Linked DNA regions of Rattus norvegicus: region 2 is linked to region 1. A link is a contact called in public Hi-C data. All regions are on one chromosome and are shown on one strand. Each heading gives the region's core, a stretch centred on a gene start, on an enhancer-like site or on the middle of the called end of the contact. The rest is flanking DNA. Distances are from core to core; before and after follow the strand shown. Region 1 overlaps Mxra7 (matrix remodeling associated 7). Region 2 has its middle 61 kb from the start of Sec14l1.

Region 1 (2,972 bases), core at 217-2,716:
GGACAGTGACAGACCCCAGACTTGAGATCTAACGGCTCTCCTGCTATGACAGCCCCTCAAGGCCTCCAGTGCATTAACCTTTGTGGATAGAATGGGGCCATGACGCTGCCAAAGCCCCATCCCCGGGAACCTTTAGGATGGCAGGGCGCCCTGCCCTCTCTCTCCTCTCCAGTCAGGGCTGGATCTGTGGCAACACCTCAGCTGGAGTTCCAAAACAGCCTCAGGAAAATGACCCTGTCTGTCCTCTGGATTAACACCAGCAGGGGGTGGGGGGAACCACAGGAGGCTTCTGGCCTTAGTCTGAAGATTAATAGCTATGGCTGTCCCGCACCATGGAGAGGGTACAGGCCCTCTCAGGGTTTCTATCCTGCACTGAACAGCCAACTGCCTCTCCTTCTCTGGGTGAGACAAAGCCACATCGGGCACCTAGCAAGGGCACCTCGCAAGACGTATGCACATCCCCATAGCAGCCCTGCTCTCAGACAGGATGGTCTCTGCCTAAGTACACCAGCACCTATATCAGTGGGCCCTTGAGGTCCTCCAGGGACTTGAATGGACCTCGGAGGCTCTTTCTGTGTCTGGGATTCCTCATGCACAGGCAGAACGAGATGGATTCAGAGGAGACAGAATGCGTTAATTGGTTATGGAGGCGGTGGAGGGGGTGGGTTTAGACCACGTCAGTGGTGGGCGTTGGGGACACAGAGCAGACAATGTAAGGAAGCACTGCTAGTCTACGAAACCAACCTCCTTACCACAAGGGTTTGCAAGAACATTTGTGGCCCGGGGCTAGGGGACCCTCTACAGGGAGGTGAGGTCAGAGGTCAGCTCAATCCTGAAATATAAAGGTGGCAAAATGGGGGTCACAACGAGAGGCAGCAGTGTCCTCATAAAAAGTCAGGGAGTCCCACAGTAAGGGCTTCTTCCTGCCTGTGTCTTCACTGGCATCCCTCTGCTCCCAGCATCTTGACAGGGAGACAGGATTGTGCAAGGAGGGCAATCAGCATAGTGGAGGGATGCTGGTGGCCCTAGAGCCAGCTAGAGAGGTGGGGTGAGCCGTGGGGTCAGCCTTCTACTCCTCATGAATCAAGCCTCGTCCCCAAAAGACCCCTCTGGGTGCCGAGGTTGGAAAACGGTTCTGTTCTCGACTGGACTTCACTATAATCAGGGGCTGTGCTCACATTGCTGGGGGTGGGGTGGGGGGCAGGGCGGCAGGTGCACGCGGGGGGGTGGGGCACGGCTGGGCTGTGGCCACCTTGACATTCTATTTGCTTCCGAGCACCCCTTCAGCCACCCATGCAGTCCGGATAAAATGTTGGGGGGGGGGAAGCTGATCGACATCCTGGGGCTCTAGTGGTTGAGAGGAGAATGAATGGCCTGATTCCAGAAGCCAGAAGCCATACAGCTGCCTTTGAGCTCTGCAAAGCGGCGGCGCTGCGCTGAGAGCCGCGCGGGCGCGCGCAGAGCGGAACAGATAGAGAATGACGTGGTGGGTGGGGGCCGGGAGGAGGGAGGCTGCCAGATGGATGAGCACCAAGAATCCCGCTCTGTCCTCAAGTGACAAATTGGTTTTGTCAGGGACTCTACGCATAAGTGAGCAGTGAGGCTGCTCCGGGCCCTTTCCTGGCATCTCGCTCCTTTGTTTTCCAGGTCGGGCAGAGAGGATACAAGAAATAGACTCTCCTCTCCTCTCTCTCACGCCCTCCCTCCCTGCTGCCTCCCTGGGGAGCTTCTTCCCTCGGTCGAAGCTGGCTGAATATTCCCAGGATGAGAAGGGACCCGCACCCCCTCCCCCGCCCCCCACAAAACAGAAAACGGAAAACGAAGGGAAGAGGGCATAGTGGGCGGGGGCTTGCGGGAGGCCCACCGCTGCTTGGCCCACGAATTAGTGTTCCAGAAATCGGCCTACCTCTGTTCCTCCTCCAGTTCTTCTTTGGTCATCATCTTCTTGTACTGGCTTCCCCTCAGCTGCCCAGGGCTGTACTTAAAGGAGAAGGCTGCTCCTGTGGGGACAATGTGTACGTTTATTGATGACGGGGTTGAGGGGGGCAGAGCAGACCCTCTCAATGCTCAGCAGTATCCCCTTTCCCTGGTTAGATTCTCTCTCTCTCTCTCTCTCTCTCTCTCTCTCTCTCTCTCTCTCTCTCTCTGTGTGTGTGTGTGTGTGTGTGTGTGTGTGTGTGTGTGTGTGTCGGTATGTCTGTGTGTCTGTGTAGCCAGGGATTGAACTCAGGACCTTGTACATAGTAGGCAAGCATTCTTTCTTGACCGACATCCTCAGCTCTCCCTTCATTAATTTTCAGAGACAGAGGGGCTGGAGAGATGGCTCAGCGGTTAAGAGTATTGGCTGCTCTTCCAGAAGTCCTGAGTTCAAATCCCAGCAACCACATGGTGGCTCACAACCATCTGTAATGGGATCTGATGCCCTCCTCTGGTGTGTCTGAAGACAGCGACAGGGTACTTATATATAATAAATAAATATTTAAAAGAATTTTTTTTTCAAAGAAAGTGTCCAGCAACATAGCTCAGTTGGCAGGAAAAAGAAAAAAAAAAGCCAGGAGGTAGTGTCACACTCTTCCGGAGTCCCGGCACTCGGGGGACAGAGGCAGGTAAATCTCTGAGTTCAAGGCCAGCCTAGTCTACAAAGAGATACACGAAGCAAGCAACACTGTCTCAACGAACAAAGAAGCAAACAAACCCAACCCCTAAAAACAACCAAACCGAACCAAAAACAAAACAGAAAGAGAAACGGGAAGATAAAAAGAAGAAAGACCTGCTGTCAGATCAGCCCTTGTAGCCCGAGTGCAGCCCTGGAGGCACCGCGCATGCAGTGACGTCACGGTCTCACCCCAGCACCTGGCCCCAGGCTCACCCTATGCTTCCTGTGAACCCCTGTGGCTTCTTACACCTTGGTCTTTAATGGGGAGCAGAGGGGGTACAGATGAAACTGAGTGACACAGAGAGAAACCAGCCGC
Region 2 (2,972 bases), core at 167-2,666, 250 kb after region 1:
GAAGCCTGCAGGGTTTCTGAGTAAAGGATACTGTTTCATAGACCAGGCTGACTGACACACTGCACTCCCATCCACCACCCCACAACCCTCCCAGCCTCCACTCCCACCCACACACAGAAGAGACAAAAGGAGAAATCAAGAAAGGACTCACTGGCTTCCACCCTATGGAATAAACACACCTCCCGGAGCACCACGGGTCCCATGGTGACCTGCTGCTATCATCTCTCCTCCTGACTCCCTGTTCACTGGTGAGTACTAGGTAACCACTCCCCACTTCTCTCTCTTGTAAAATGCTTGGGGCTCTGGAAAGTTGCCTGATTCAAAATGGTGAGTTGTAATAGTGAGCTTTAACTGTCGGCTTGACCTCATCAGGTTGCCTGTGAGTGAGTGTGTGTGTGTGTGTGTGTGTGTGTGTGTGTGTGTGTGTGTGTCTTAATTGAGTTAACTGATATAGGAGACCCAGCCTACTGTGGGCAGCACCATTCCCTAGGCAAGGGTCCCAAACTGTATAAAAGTGGAGAAACCAGGCTGAGCCGAAGCAAGCGAGTATGTATTTATTTCTCTCTGCTCTTAACTGAGGATATGCTGTGACCAGCTGTTTGATGTTCCTGCCTCCTTGACTTCCACCGAAGGGTAGACTATAACCTGGAATCACAAGCTGATAGAGCCCCTCCTTTCTCTCCTAGATTGTTTCTCGTCGGGGTATTTTAGCACAGCAGCAGAAATGAAACTGGAATGTAGATGAACCCTCGTCCCTTCAAGAAACTCTATTCCCGGGCTGGAAAGATGGCTCAGTGGTTAAGAGCACTGATTGCTCTTCCAGAGGTCCTGAGTTCAATTCCCAGCAACCACATGGTGGCTCACAACCATCTGTTATAAGATCTGATGCCCTCTTCTGGTGTGTCTGAAGACAGCTACAGTATACTCATATAAAATAAATAAATAAATCTTTACAAAAAAAAAAAAGAAACTCTATTCCCCTTTTGTGTGCACTAGGACTTGAACTCGGGGCTTTACATACTCTCAAATGTCTTCCCTTTATCCATCAGAGCCTGCTAAGATACACTTAAGGTTTCAGATCTCCAGTCAAGTTTCCAGCCACCTTGACCACAGAAACTCTGTAGTTCCTCTGCCTAGGTCCCTGGGAGCATTCCAACCTTGGTGTCCTAATCTCCCTCCCCTGAAGATGACACCACCTTTATCCCCAGGGGTTTCCAGGTCTTCCTCCCACCACAATGATACCCACTGCGCTTTCGTGACTAGGACCTCTTTAGCCTCGGTCTTTACTGCCATCTAGTGGCCACAAGGCTCCCTGCAGGGAGGAGGATTTAGAACGAAGAGGTTCCTGGGACAAAGCCACCTCTTCTAGGATTCAAGGCACAGAAGTCAGTGTGCAGACCCAGCTGAGCAACTGGCCCGGCCTTTAGAGCCCAGGCTCAGCCTCTGGGCAGCGCGCCACGGGCTCTGTCTCCTCACAGAGCCTGCTTTAACCCAGTCTGCACGCATGCCCACAGCGTCAAGTGCGGAGTGGCTTTAGTGTTGAACATACCCCAGGAAAGGACATAATCCCGTTCCTAAGGATAAGAAATGGGTTTAGGAGGCAGAGAGCTAATCAGACAGTTCATGCAACCATTCATTCAGAAAATATTAAGCTGGGACCCAGGGAAACGGCTTAGTCCATAAAGTACTCACTGCACGAACTCAGGACCTGAGTTTGCACCCAGCACCCATGCACAAAGCCAACCGTGCTTGCAGTGCTTGAAGCCCCAGCCCCGGGCTGCCTTGGAGACCTCACAGATGTGAATGCGGGGGCTTGTGGTTGCCCCTGAGTTTGTCTCCTGGCGCTCGCTGTCTTACCAGAAGGCAGTGGTAAAACAGCTTAAAGCAACAGAATGTATTGTCTCTAGGGACCGGAAATCCAAATTCAAAGTGCCAGCAGGGCGGCGCCATCTGGAGGCTGTGATGGGAGTTTGGAGCTTCAAGTCCTGAGTCTCCTTGTAGAAGCCTTAGTCCCATCTGTGACCTCATGCACATCCCCGTGTGTCTGTTTATTCTCTAAAGATACTGGTGACATCTGATTGCACCCCACCCACTCCAACATGACTTCCTGTCCTGGCTAGTTTTAGGTCAGTTTGACACAAGCTGGAGTCATCTGAAAGGAGGGATCCTTACTTGAGAAAATGCCGTCATGCGATCCAGCTGTAGGGCATTTTCTTAATTAGTGACTGATGGGGGAGGTTCCAGCCCATTGTGGGTGGAGCCATCCCTGGGCTGGTGGTCCCGGGTTCTATACAAAAAAAGCAGGCTGAGCAAGCCATGATGAACAAGTCAGTAAGCAGCGCCCCTCTAGGGCCTCTGCATCAGCTCCTGCCTTCAGGTTCCTGCCCTGTCTGAGTTCCTGACTTGACTTCCTTCAATGATGAACAGGGATGTGGAAGTGTAAGCCAACTAAACCCCTCCTTCCACGAGTGGCTTTGGTCCTGGCGTTTCATCACAGCCATAGAAACCCGACTGAGACCCTCCCCTTAGCTTGACTCCACCCGAGAAAGACTCCATCTTCTCCAAATAAGGTCCCACTCTCAGGAACCAGGGATTAGAACCGGACATGATTTGTTTTTTTTTTTTTTACATTTTTTTTTACATTTATTCAGTGGTGTGTGTGTGTGTGCTTGTGTGTGTGTGCTTGTGTGCTTGTGTGTGTGTGCGCGCACGCGTGTGCGCGCGCGTGTGTGTGCATGTGTGTGCGTGTGTGCGTGTGTGTGTGTGTGTGTGTGTGTGTGTGTGTGTGTGTTGGACACCTTGCAAGACTTGGTTCTCTCCTTCCACAATGTACAGCCATCTCACCAGCAATGTGCTTTTCTCTTTTGAGAAAAGTGGTTCTCCCCCGTGGTCCTCATCTCTTGGGACCTTGTCATCTCCTGTGGTGTTCTCCAGCCCTGACCTGTGCCCCACCTGGGGTCCCTGGCACTCAG

What was found. A called contact is a pair of places that touch in the nucleus more often than the background predicts.
Region 2: a contact with region 1 is called in a Hi-C map of the A7r5 cell line, with 2.8 times the contacts expected there. The contact joins two enhancer-like sites. A contact is called at or near these places in 2 of 12 Hi-C or Micro-C datasets (the A7r5 cell line and frontal cortex).

The regions. Positions count from the first base shown.
Region 1 is chr10:102,508,820-102,511,791 of GRCr8, forward strand. It overlaps Mxra7 (matrix remodeling associated 7), which reads right to left. Exons shown (of 4, transcript NM_001398975.1): 3 at 1,907-2,000. Among named protein-coding and RNA genes, the nearest start is that of Mxra7, 20 kb to the right of the region's middle. Within about 2 kb of position 1,467, at least 46 of the 93 cell types and tissues checked have an H3K27ac peak or open chromatin away from gene starts, as enhancers often do.
Region 2 is chr10:102,755,900-102,758,871 of GRCr8, forward strand. No RefSeq gene overlaps it. Among named protein-coding and RNA genes, the nearest start is that of Sec14l1, 61 kb to the right of the region's middle. Within about 2 kb of position 1,417, at least 37 of the 93 cell types and tissues checked have an H3K27ac peak or open chromatin away from gene starts, as enhancers often do.